Linked DNA regions of Mus musculus: region 1 is linked to region 2. Evidence: chromatin contacts called from public promoter capture Hi-C data. All regions are on one chromosome and are shown on one strand. The core of a region is the stretch at or near the end of the contact, and the rest is flanking DNA. Distances in the headings are between cores, read along the strand shown. Region 1 holds the start of Lrrc38 (leucine rich repeat containing 38). Region 2 holds the start of Prdm2 (PR domain containing 2, with ZNF domain).

Region 1 (6,525 bases), core at 3,408-5,907, 140 kb after region 2:
AGGAGTAGACTTCAGGTGAGAGTTAGCGAGTTGCACGGCTTGGGTAAGGGGATAATGGGGGAGAGGTTTTGCCAGTGGACAGGAGATGAGGACAGGTGGAGAGGAAGTGGGGGTGGGAAACACCAGGGCCTGCTGGGACACATCTTGCCCATAGGATGATGATAATGCCTGGGACTCACACTCCCCCCCCCCCCGGAATGATAGGATGCCATTAGCCCCATCCTCCTCCAGCCCTACATGAGGCCACACACTTGATGGATGGTTGGCTGGCATTAGGAGCATTGGACAAGAATAAGGAACGTGCATCTCCTTGTGCCAGGCCAATGGACTGATCCCATGTCCTGAGTCTCACACAAATCCTAACTTACTCATGTTCAGACTAACAAAATTGCTGAGCAAAGAGGAGGGATACTGCTCACTTACTGCACAAGTCAGTCAGAGCTGGAAAAGTAAGTGTGTGTGCGCGCGTGTGTGTGTGTGTGTGTGTGTGTGTGTGTGTGTGTGTGTGTGTAGAATATCTGCCTCCATTCCCTCCTGGAACCTTTGTGAGCAGCACATCTCTGGTGGTGGTGGTACAGAAGGACCAGGAGTTGAGTTGAATCCTTTAGTAAGGGACACAGACATCGGGCTGGAGAGATGGCTCAGCAGTTAAGAGCACTGACTGCTCCACTGAAGGTCCTGAGTTCAGATCTCAGCAACCACATGGTGGCTCACAACCATCTGTAATGAGATCTGATGCCCTCTTCTGGGGTGTCTGAAGACGCTACAGTGTCTTATTATAATAAATAAACAAATCTTTGAGTTGGAGGGAGCGGGGCTGGGGAGAGAAGAAGAAAGTGACTGAAGACTTATAATCTTAAAAAAAAAAGAATAAGGGACACAGACATTTGTATTAAGCTGCTTCAGGAAAGGGATAGAGTCTGTTCTCATCCCCAGGGGACAAGGGGATGTCCTCATGCCTCCTGCCCTGGCGTCCAGGCAGTGATCAAAAAGTGATTCACACCAATAATCCAAATGACATCACCAAACACCAGCCACACTTTTGATGATTCCAACATAGCCTTCGACATACTGGCATCATCTTGCATACGAGTCAAGGCCTGGGACTTTGGCAAATTTAGATGTCAGTCTGTCAACAAAAGGGGAAAGCCTGTCTGTTGGATTGGTTTTGCTCTCAGGATCCTGGCCCCCCTGGACCTCACCTCCTGGCTAGTTGAGAAGGATGGGAAAAGACAAGACAGAACAGTGTCCGAATGAAGATTGGGAAGTACAGGGAGGTTTGAGGATCAAGGGGTGGTGGAGGGGAGGAAGGGCAGGGCAGAATAAGACCTTATATTAATTTGTTTTAAAAATATGTATTTATTTATTATGTATGTGAGTACACTGTCACTCTCTTAGATATACCAGAAGAGGGCATCAGATCCCATTACAGATGGTTGTGAGCCACCATGTGGTTGCTGGGAATTGAACTCAGGACCTCTGGAAGAGCAGTGAGTGCTCTTAACCGCTGAGCCATCTCTCCAGCCCCCTTATATTATTATTTTTTAAAAATATATTTATTTGGAGAGCTGGAGTCATGGCTCAGCAGTTAGGAGCACTGGCTGCTCTTCTGGAGGAGCTAGATTTGATTTTCAACCCCCACGTGATGGTTCACAACCATCTGTAACTTCAGTTCCCAGGGATCCGAGTCCTCTTCTGACCTCCTTGGGCAGTAGGCACACAAACAGTATACAGACATACTTGCAGGTGAGCCATGTATACATATGAAGTAAAAAAAAAATTAAAAAAAAGTTTATTTTATGTATGTGAGTACACTGTTGTTGCCTTCAGATACACCAGAAGAGAGCATTGGATCCTATTACAGATGGTTGTGAGTCACCATGTGGTTGCTGGGAATTGAACTCAGGACCTTTGGAAGAGCAGTGAGTGCTCTTAACCGCTGAGCCATCTCTCTAGCTCCAAGGTAAAAATTTTAATGCAAACAACAAGACATTTTTAGATATTGAATTACATTCCTGTATATGGTGTGGCAGTGTGTATGTGTACAGGTATATGTGTAGCACACAGGGACCACATTGTACCTGTGTAGATCGGAGGACAACTTGTAGGGGTTGTCCTCTTTCCTTCCACCATTTAGGTCCCAGGGATCGAACTCAGTTCATCTGGCTTGATAGAAACCACCTTTATCCACTGAGCATCAGAGACCTGAACGTTAGTTTTTTTGTTGTTGTTGTTTTGTTTTGTTTTAAAAAACATCCACCTGAACACCTTTAGTAGTTTATATCCCATTTAGAGTCTCTTGAGTAGGAATCTTGGAATGTTTATTAGTCTCCAAGAGTAAGCCCAGGAACGATCCTGACAGACACTCTCTGGAAGTTTCTCCAGGCCTCTTTACCTGCATTTTGTCCTCTCTCTAAGAGGTTTGTCCCACGTGGGTCCAGGGAAAGTGGGTGAGTGGCAAGGTGGGGACACATAACCCCGGCCTTCTGTTTCTAGCTCTTATCCCTGACTCATGGATGACCTTGCTCAGGTCATGGCTCTGTGTTTCTCTCCAGAGGAAGAAATATCAGAGATGGCAATGCTTATTTTCCCAAGGAACTGGAGTCCTATAGCATGGGGGTGCTTCCTGACTCTCCTGAGCCTCAGCCTTGCCCTGTTGATATTAATTAATAAAAGAACACAAGTCAGATTAGGATCCAAGGGACTTTGGGAGACACTCAAAGCAAGAAGCAAGGAGCATCTGACAGGGAGATTTGCGGCCACTCTGAAGAAGCCATGCATGGCTTCTACAACATTTTCCAAGTCACGTTTCCACACAAATAATTTCCCTCATGCCCTCACGCTGTCTGTGCAAGGGCAGAGGAAACATTTCCTCTTAATTTCAGGACAAGGGAGTGACAGCCAAGGAGAGGCATTTCTCAGGTGTTTTGTTTTCAGAAGCCCCTTGTGTGACTTTGCTATCAGGCATGGCCCTGTTTTGTGAATTATCATTGGCTAAATACAGTGCATATACTAGATAGAAAGTGACTGTTGTTGTTGATCAACGTCACTTGTGAGTGAACGCCCTGTTTACTCTGGGTGTCCTCTTCCTAGATAAAAGCCCACCTCTCATCAGGCTAAATTTTAACAGACAAGGTCTGGGATATCTTCAAAAAGATGGAGGAACCTGTCCTATGGTTCTGTAGTCAGTGGTAGGACCGGGTCCAGACCTCAGGGAAAGGATTGGGGCTCTGACTCTCAGTGTAGGACTGCAGCTAGCCAGACCCCTTGACAGGAAGACACCTGAACACATTTAAACCTACAGCTCTGCCAGCCCAGAACAGAACCTGAGGCTGAAAGAGAGCAAGAATATTCTTTTCAGGATGCTTTTGCAGAGTTTAGAGTGGTGGCACATGCTCTTTCTGGCTGCCTTCTTGCATCCTTAACAACATCAATGTAGCTAAGGTACTTTCACCCACCCTAGTCCTTTCTTACCCTATACTGCCTCTTCAAAAGGCAGAGCCCCGGAAACTGGGAATTGCAAGACATTCTGTTGACCTGGTGAGAATCGGAACACAAGACAGGGGCTGTAGGTCTAGCTTGGTGGCCAGGGTGTGTGCAAGGGAAGAGCGATTGAGGGGGCCCAACACCCAGCCCCTCCTGGAACTCATGCAAGTTCTTGGGCCTTTGGCTCTGTCCCAAAGGCTCAACTGCCTGATCCCTGGCTCAGAGGCACCAACTGGCTTCCAAACTGGAAAAAGAGGTCATCCAACTCCCTTCCAAACTGGGAAAAAAAATACCCAGACTTAGCTCTGAGGCTTCGGAATAGCTGGCTCCACCAATCCCCAGCAGTGCCAGGGGATGGGGCAGGGTCAATGGGGGCCAGTAACTGACAGCTGTTCCGTGGGTTATTTTGGGCCAGGGGCTGAGCTTCTCGGTTCCAGGGTGTTAGGATTAAAATAGCCACCTGCAGGGCGATTTGCCTGTAGCAGTGTAGGGGCTTTTCCAAAAAGCAAACATTCAAAGCCCGGCAGAGGAGTAGAATACGGGGTTGGTTTGAGGAATGGCAGGGAAGGAATTCTATCACTGTCTAAGACCAACCTCACCTCTGAGGAGCTGGGCTCTAAGCGTTGGCATCTCTCTGACCAGATCACTTTCCTGGGCCATCAAAATGAAGGGTTGATGGGGAAAGAAGGGTTGGTAACTCCTAAACACAGCTTCTGGCCTTCTTCAGTCCTCAAAGGGAGCGGTGAGATGTCCCCACCCTTGCCTTTTCACAGATGGTTCCACAGGAGTTCAGGGGGCGCTTGGAGGCTCTGGTTGCAGGTCACCAAACTGCCCCAGTACCTCTTGCTTTGGCCTTGCTCAGAGCTACAGAAGATTCGTGTTGGGAGGATAATCAGTTCTATCTCCAAGCTCAGGACCAGCATGGAAAACGCTGACTGGCCCTGGCTATCCTTCCAGTCACAGCGGGACCTTGGCAGCCACCCGCCTAGCTCACACCCTCCTCCTGCAGGAGGTGGGGCAAAAGCAGGTGGGAGGAGGGGGTCGAAGGGGAAGCCCAACCATCCTGGAGCCTAGCCAAAGCTCAACTTCGCAGCCCCAGGCGGGGACTTGACAGCCTGCGGGCTTTGTTCAGGACTTCGAGTTAGAGTGACCTGGGACCCTTTGGCAGAGATGAGGGTGGCGCTCTGGGCGCATGCCCCAGACACGCCCCATGGAAATCGCTCCAGGGATCCGTCACTGAACTTAGTCTTGAGCACCGCTGGCCAGGTCTGTGCGACAGGTCCCACTTCCCCGCCCGAGTGGGGTCGCTCTGGGCTCCCTCCACGATCTCCACCTGTGCTTTTGAATGTTCCAGAGGGTCAGTTTCCTGTGCGGGTAAATTCTGCGCCCAGCACCTCTCATCTTCCTCCTCCCTCCCCGCCTCCCGGACACCCCGGGTCGCTCTGTCCCCGCCGCACTCTCATCGCCCCCGCGCGCCCCGGCGCAGCCTCCCCGCCCTGCGCCGCTGCCCTGGGGCTCTCGGCGCCCCGGAGCCAGGGCCCCGCTGCGTCCTCCTTGCTGCGAGCTGAGTCCTCCGGAGTCCCCCGGGCCATGAGTCTCTGCGTTGCCCCCCGCCACCCCACGGGCGCTGCTGCGGCGCTGGGGCTCGGTAGCCTCTTGGTGCTGCTCGGGCCGGGACGCGCGTGCCCCGCGGGCTGTGCTTGCACCGACCCCCATACCGTGGACTGTCGCGATCGCGGGCTGCCCAGCGTGCCCGATCCCTTCCCCCTGGACGTGCGCAAGCTGCTAGTGGCCGGCAACCGCATCCAGCAGATCCCCGAGGACTTCTTCATCTTCCATGGAGATCTGGTGTATCTGGATTTCAGGAACAACTCGCTGCGCTCGCTGGAGGAGGGCACGTTCAGCGGCTCGGGCAAGCTGGCCTTTCTGGACCTGAGCTACAACAACCTCACCCAGCTGGGGGCCGGCGCCTTCCGCTCGGCGGGGAGGCTGGTCAAGCTGAGCCTGGCCAACAACCATCTGGCCGGTGTACATGAGGCTGCCTTCGAGAGCCTGGAGTCCTTGCAGGTGCTGGAACTCAACGACAACAACCTGCGCAGCCTCAACGTGGCGGCTTTGGATGCGCTGCCGGCACTGCGCACTGTGCGCCTGGACGGGAACCCCTGGCTGTGTGACTGTGACTTCGCTCACCTCTTCTCCTGGATTCAGGAGAACACATCCAAATTGCCCAAAGGTGAGCCAGAGGGTGGCTGGAAGCCAAGGCTGGGTCTGGTAGGGAACGCTGGAGGAATCCAGCACGGTCAGGATGTGTGAGGCCTCGTTTTGGGGCTCACCAGAAAGTCCCCTGAACGAGGACCCCTGTGGTGTAACTCCATAAGACCAGCTGTCTGAAAGTCTGAGATGTGTTGGCAACGAGTGTTAAAAGAACACACCCGGAACTCTCTCAAGTTTCTCTTTCTTCACTTATTACCCACCTTTTCTCCATCATCATGGTCCACATCCTCTCTGGGAGCTTTTAGGTCCCAGGACAGGTGGGTGTGAGCAATGTACTGGTCCCTCCTAGTAGGAAACCCCTCGTTGTGTGGGACACTATACCATTTCCAGACCCCAGAGGTGAGAGGAGCTGGCCAGTTCTGAACGGGATCTAGCTGCCACAGATTCCAACCGGGTCCCTCTGTTCCCATCTCTCTTTGACTTTTTGGTCCACCCTTGGTGAGAAAAATTGCCGGTGAGGACAAAGGCAGCCAGCCTAGTGTGGAAATGTGGGATTGAAACCTTCCGGGTGGGCACCTCCCCTGTTTTCCTGTTGCCCCTCCTGATGACCCATACACATACCCAATTGGCTGATGGGAACACAAGGGCACTGGGAACGCAGTACCAAGGAAGTAAAGGCAAAACTGAGAACGCTAACACTCATGGGGTGCGTGCTAGGACTGAAGGCAGGTGAAGTCCTTACCTTCCGTGGAGCCCACATGTCTACTCGTGAGACTGTGAGCACTGGCCTAAATTGACCTCTCAGAAAAAGCCCTTAAAGCTTTG
Region 2 (6,979 bases), core at 1,539-4,038:
AGCCCTAAATGCATGTCAGCAGGAGCAGAAGTGCTCAGCAGGTGCTCAGCTGGTGATGTCCCGGTTGCATCTAGCATTCCCTGAAGATTCTCTGCAGGTGCTCTCTGCATGCAGGTCTGACATGCAGCATTCCCTGCAGATGCTCTCTGCATGCAGGTCTGACATGCAGCATTCCCTGCAGATGCTCTCTGCATGCAGGTCTGACGTATCCCCTCAAGGCCCACATACACTTCCACTATGGAGTTTGCTAGTGAAAGCTGCATATTTGCTGTTGGGTTTTTCCCCTTTACATATATTAAAACTAACACGAAACTAGTCAGAAGACATGAAAATAGCAAATACTCCACAGTGCTCTCCACCCTGGAGACTGTGATTTAACACACCCCTGAAAGGTGTCTAAGTCAGATCTAAAGTTGAAAAGATATCAGCATTCTGAAAAAAGAAAAAAAAATCCCATTAATAAATAAATAGCCAGTATAAAATAATCATCAAAAGGAACTGTGTGCAGATATGTGTGAGCTACAGACACCACAGAGAAATCAGGGAGGTTACTTCTTAGGTAGCTGAAACAAACAAACAAACAAAAAAAGATGTATCATCAGACACTACCAAAGCAGATTTTCCAGTTTTCACATCTTAAATAGTTGCAGAATTTTTAAATTCATCACAGAGAAAAAACTTCCGAAAATTAATGAAAAGAAATGTCAGACTTTAGAAGCCTTGAAAATCAATGTGGGATTGGTTAATGAATGATGGCCCATCCACATATCAGCCATTAAACATCAAATTGAAGAACAGTTAAAGACATAGAAACACACAACAGCATAATGAAAGACAAGCCTCATCGATATACACAACATATCAATTCTCTATAGACTATTATACAGAAGTGCATGCTTCTATAAATGAATGTATGTGAATAAAGAAATACAAGCAGGCACACCATGAGGGACTGACTAGTGACAATCTGCTACAATGTTAACAATGGCTATCTGAGGAGGCGGAAGTTTACAGGCGGTTTCTATTCCTTCTTTGTGCGCCTCTGTTTTCCAACTGTCTTCCAGTGCGACTGTTTTGCTGTTTTGTGCTTACAGAGCTAATACATTATTACAAAGTTACACCTTCTTATCCCGAGCACTGCATAGAAAATGTAAAACAAACCACCTCAAACCTCAACGAAGCCAAGTCTTCCATCAACAAACAGCGAACATTCATTGAGCATTCTCATTATGTCCCTGGTTCTAATAACTTTGTAAATGCATCGACGGCTTTTTTTTGGGGGGGGGGGGCAGGGAAGGGTCGAGCCCTGAAATAACACCAAATGCAGCTGAGTGTTGCTTCCAACAATGGATTTACAGCTCTCTTCCCATGGCTTGGAATAAAGGGGGCTTATTAAATGATCTCTGAAGGTTTTCAAAGCTATGGCGAGATTGCTCATGAAAAAGAAATTTCATCAAATAAAGTGTGTGAAAGAGAGCTTGGAGGGTGGCAGCTGCGTGCAATCTCAAAAACAGAACTCTATAGAACAGGAAAACAACAGAATAATGTCTCTCAGTTCCTCCTCTTAATATCCTAAAACCTCTTTTCCAATATCATCGTGGGCAGAATGATCCAACTGTAGTCTGTGCTATTGTAGGTAAAAGAAAAACAAAAACCAAAAAACAAACAAAAAACCATTGGGAGGTTGTCTTTGCTGTATATATTACTTTAAAGAATAACCTCGAAGTAAACAAAAAAACTTTGAGATACAATTTTAGTCATGTTCTGGGGACACTGTGTACTAGAAACAAACATTCCCGTGTTTCATTAAAGGGTCCTAAGGGCAAGGCACTGGAACTTGGCAAAAGGCAGTTCACGTGTCAAATACACCCAAATCCTCAATACATGAAATGCGGGGGGTGAAGGGAAACCCCATTTCTCTAGGTGTAAATTCCAGCTGGGTAGTAAGAGGCAACGGGGCTTCCCGGCGATCTGTGGGATTGTTTCCCCAGCTCGAGGCCCGACCTAACGGTAAGTGCTAGGCCATTGGCCGGTGCTTCACGCGTGGATCGTGGAAGAACACTGACCTGTTAAGGTCTATTTCGTGTCTCGCTCGTCACCCTCGGAGACATAGTAGATGGATCTTTTGACGAACGCAAACCAGTCCTATGTATGCTAGCGCACACCTGTGACACATGCACGTATGCACCAGTGGGTCGATGGGGGACACTCGAGGAGCCCACTGGCAGGTTTATAGCACACGGAAACTATACGGGGGTGAAAAACACAAAGGCTCGAGGCACAGAACCAACTCGAGGATTGCAGATGCGCTCGCACATTCAACCCGGGACACAAAAGAGCAGAGATCAGCGCAGCCCTGCGGATGGGGACCGCCCGGGGCCCACGTGCGCTCCCCGCCGACCCCGCAGCCGCGCACCCCGAGTCCGCCGCGCCGTCACCAAACGGACCCGAAACTTGGCCGCGGGGACTTAAGAGCCGCGGAGCGGGAGCCTTCGCGCCGCCTCGCGTCGGCGCCAGCGCCAGCCACCGGTTCCCGGCCGTTCGGAGGAAGCTCGAAGGGGGCGCGTCAGCCCGCCCCGCAATCCCCTTAGCGCCCGGCCCGGTCGCCCCCGCCGCGGTGGCCACACTCCTCACTGACACCAAGGGACATTCCCCCGAGGCCCGCCCGCCCTCCCCGGCTCCGCCGCTCCTCACCAGAGCGCGACGTGCCAACGCTTCAGCGAGCCCAGAGCCGCAGCCGCCGCCGTCGCTCTGGCGCCCGCGGCCGCGCCGCCGCCATCTTGGCTCCGGCCGGAAGTGACGTCGGCACGGCGCCCACAACCCCCGACCCCGACCCCGACCCCGCGCGTAGCTCGTGGCCTGCGACCCCGAGGAGCTCAACACGACGGTCAGGCGTGACCCCGGCGGACTGTGTCGCCCTCTCTGTCAATCACGGACTCGCCGCTCGCCCCAGAGCGTTATTACCTCGAAGGGAAGCCCGCGTCGCCATGGCCGGGCCAGCCTGACCACTATAGAGTTAGGGCTGAGAAACTCAAGAGTTGGTCAGAGAAGCCACCCTACTTCAGACGACCGCGACTGACTGGCGTGGTGGCGCACACTTTAATCCCCAAACTCGAGGCAGAAGCAGCCAGAGCTACATAGTGAATTCCAGGAAGGCAGGACCACACCCTTAGACCTTGTTTCAAGAAAAACAAGAGCAGAATCCACTCTGAAGGCCACTCACTAGACCACTGCCAGGCAAATAGACCGTTTAAATGGTGTGCAAAGGACCAATATAGCCACACACACACAAACCCGAAACTTCAGCAAAGCAGATGCAACTGAGCGGCTGTATTCATCCCTTACCAGGAGGCATTTGCTAACTGCCAGCTATGGGCCTAGGTCAGTGCCAAGGCTCTGTGGTACCCAGCATGGCCTTCATCTTGCCCTTGGGAACTGCACCACTATTTACAAACAAGTGAGCTGGAGATGGATTGGATTGAACTGGAGACCACTTCTGACATCCCAGAAAAGAGGTTTGACGGGAACATAGTTGCCAATCAATCTGAAGTTGTAGAGAGATGAAAGTTACTTGTCACATCTAGATGGTACCCAGAGCCATGAGTACTTCAAGATAAAGCTATCCTCTGAGAAGAAAGGAAAAAAAAAAAAAATCTAAGTGTAGTGGGCCGTATTAGTCCTCTGAGAAAAGGATCTGAAAAATAGATAATGTATTATGTTCAAATGTGCCTCCAAAACTTTGGAAAGACCAGACAAGCTCATCAAATGTACCTGTTGTTTAGAAAGTACGTCAATCAACGTGGATTGTGGTATACTCTGTAAAGGATTGGTGACATGGTGATTATCTCATCAGTACTGTTGACAGGTGAGGACAATGTCAAGTGTTGTCAAGGTCTGGATCACCACAGAGCCCGTGGAGAGAGGAAATAAAACCTCAAATGTTTGCTTATGTCTCTCACTAGTCAAGAGTTTACAAACCTAAGAGAGACATGCAAACTTGTCACTAGAATATACACTATTATGGTACAGGCTGCCACTGGAATTTGCACTCTTTATTTGATTAACACCTTACTAAGTATATGCATCAAAAATCATCTGAGGTAGCGTGGGAGCAAAAGGGAGACCACCACCTCATCTACCACCAAACTGCCATAGCCATCATTTTAAAAGAAAATCTACTTACCCCCTGGCATCCAATAGAATGCAAAAGGAAATATAGGGGATTTTGATTTTTGTCAAATCAAAACATGACATGGTAAAACCAGAGAACACCATGCCAAGAAGGCAGTGGCTGTTCTTCCTGTCTTTAATCTGATATGACAATGCCTTTTTCCCCTGGGGCAACGGTTTCAGATTTGATGTCTTAAAACAACAGAAATTTAATCTCCTGCAAATGTAGAGGCTAGAGTCCAAATCAGTATCAGTAGACTCAAGCTAAGGTGTCAGTAGGACCACACTTCCTCTGAGGTCTCTAGGGGAGACTGTTTCCTTCTTCCAGCTTCTGGTGACTGCCAACATTCCTTGGCTTGTCACTATGCCACTCAACTCTTCAAGGCCAACATCATCACACTCTCTTCATCTTTACATCACTTTCTCCTCTGTAGGTAGTGAAATTTCCCTCTGTTCTTTCATAATCTATACAGTTGCACTGAGGATACCCAGCTAAACCACAGTTAATCTCTTCATTGCTGAGTCATAGCAACAGAAGTTCTGCAAGAGGTAATGCTTGAGAATTCAAGGGATTGAGTTGAGGTCAGATGCTTAGTAACGATTATTTAGCCTACCACACTGAGTAAATCTTCGGTCCTTCTAAATACCACCTCTAACCAACCACTGTATACTTTTAATCTGTGTATTTTGTTTGAACATGTTTCAATTCTCTAAACTGTGATACTTCCCAGACTGAACGACACACTTTATAGTTCATCTGTTCAATTAAAAAAGACAAAGGCTATGGAGATTACAGTGAAATTTCATTAGTGATGATTAGCTGTGCGGTGTACTAAATACTACTGTTTTCCTTCTTTGAAATGATGAAATGCCTTGCTAATGAAGGATGATGGGAATAGAGATGCTTTAATCAGAAATTGTGGTCTGTTTATTAGGAGACGGACGTATACAACACACTCACTATCAAAGTCTGCAACGTGAATGAAACTCCATGTTGCACAAGTCACCTGGCTCAGCCCTGGTCACTTATGCACATATTATGTGTTAAAATGGCACATGCTACACTCAAAACCCAGAGCAATGTCTAAGCACTAAATAGATAATACTTACGGGGGGAAAATGGCATCTCCCTGACTCTCAAAACAGATAGAGATAAGCAGTTATGTATAGCCCAGACATTGTATTTTTTTTTAAAAAAAAATGTGATTGTAATCAAAACCACAGCAATTTCTATAGAATTGCCCCTTAAAAGATTAAAAACTTAGCTGGGCGGTGGTGGCACATGCTTTTAATCCCAGCACTTGGGAGGCAGAGGCAGGTGGTTTTCTGAGTTCGAGGCCAGCCAGGTCTACAAAGTGAGTTCCAGGACAGCCAGGGCCTCACAGAGAAACCCTGCCTCGAAAAAAAAAAAAAAAAAAGATTAAACACTTTATAGCTAGTACCAAAGACTTTAAACTACAGTATCAGTGACAATGTAAGTGGACTTAAGACTCCCTGAATGACAATACTTATTCCCTGCTAGGTTCTGTTATAGACATTGTACATGGATTATGTCCCATTCATCACAGCTGTGTGTGGTGAGCGCATGTACAGCTGTGAGAACTAAGGCCAATGTGGATGAAGACATTGCCCAGTTAAAGAAATGAAGCCAGGGGCTGGAAATATGGCTCAGCGGATAAGAGTACTGACTGCTCTTCCGAAAGTCCTGAGTTCAAATCCCAGCAACCACATGGTGGCTCACAACCATCCATAAAGAGATCTGACACGGGAAGGGATTTAAAAAAAAAGAGGGAGGAGGGATTAAAATAAGAGAGATTTGACACCCTCTTCTGATGTGTCTGAAGACAGTACAGTGTACTTACATATAACAATAAATCTTATTAAAATTTAAAAAAAAAGAAATGAAACCAGGTTTTTAACTTGGACAGTTCAGTTCCATAGAAAGCACCCACCTCATTCATCCTTGGAGCACATACATGCATAGACACACACACACACACACACACACACACACACACACACTTAAAAGCTAGACCAGACCAGTAGCCATTGTAGGCAACTGTGTGTGTGTGTGTGTGTGTGTGTGTGTGTGTGTGTGTGTGTGTGTGTTGCCTGCACACATACACATTCTCAAGCATAATTTCTAAGGTAAATATTGTCTTGATGGCCCGTTCAATCACAATTATCAACTGTCATGTTCGAGATCACCATGCTTCCTCTAAGATATTCAAGACTTGGAGTAGGTAAGAGAAGTGTGTGTGTGTCTGTCTGTCTGTTTGTCTGTGCATAAAGAGTGCTAGAACTGATGACTACAAGCATAGCTATATGGGAGGCCAAAACAGGAAGAACCTGAGTTCAAGGACATCTTAGGCTAAATGGGGAAGTACAAGGATGGGCCAGGCAATCTAGTGAGCCCTTCCTAGCAAGTGCAATCCCTGGCCTAGCAAAGTATAAAACAGCATCTGTGGGGCTGGTGAGATGGCTCAGTGGCTAAAAGCACCCGACTGCTCTTCCTAAGGTCCAGAGTTCAAATCCCAGCAACCACATGGTGGCTCACAACCATCTGTAACGAGATCTGACGCCCTCTTCTGGTGTGTCTGAAGACAGCTACAGTGTACTTACATGTAATAAATAAATCTTAAAAAAAAAAAAAAAAACAGCATCTGCATCAAAAGAGCCTGAGCATCCTAAATGTTCTCCCTGAACGAGAACAGCTTTGCAAAGAACAGAAGAGGGCCCAGGATCTGAGAAAACTGTCTCATAACCTCACCCGTCCGGGTAATGTATGGGCTGCTCTCCTTAAGAACCA

Evidence for each region. Capture Hi-C pulls out chosen DNA fragments and counts their contacts.
Region 1: a promoter capture Hi-C map of adipose tissue shows a contact between it and region 2. The contact joins the promoter of Lrrc38 here to the promoter of Prdm2 in region 2. A contact is called at or near these places in 1 of 39 promoter capture datasets (stem cell-derived epiblast-like cells), 1 of 484 Hi-C or Micro-C datasets (embryonic stem cells), 1 of 115 datasets of contacts at active chromatin or transcription factors (embryonic stem cells) and 2 of 9 other capture datasets (adipose tissue and embryonic stem cells).

What each region holds. Positions count from the first base shown.
Region 1 is chr4:143,345,093-143,351,617 of GRCm38.p6, forward strand. It overlaps Lrrc38 (leucine rich repeat containing 38), which reads left to right and starts at 4,658. Exons shown (of 2, transcript NM_001162983.1): 1 at 4,658-5,719. The coding sequence starts at 5,077.
Region 2 is chr4:143,209,921-143,216,899 of GRCm38.p6, forward strand. Prdm2 (PR domain containing 2, with ZNF domain) reads right to left here and starts at 2,789. Exons shown (of 10, transcript NM_001081355.3): 1 at 2,695-2,789.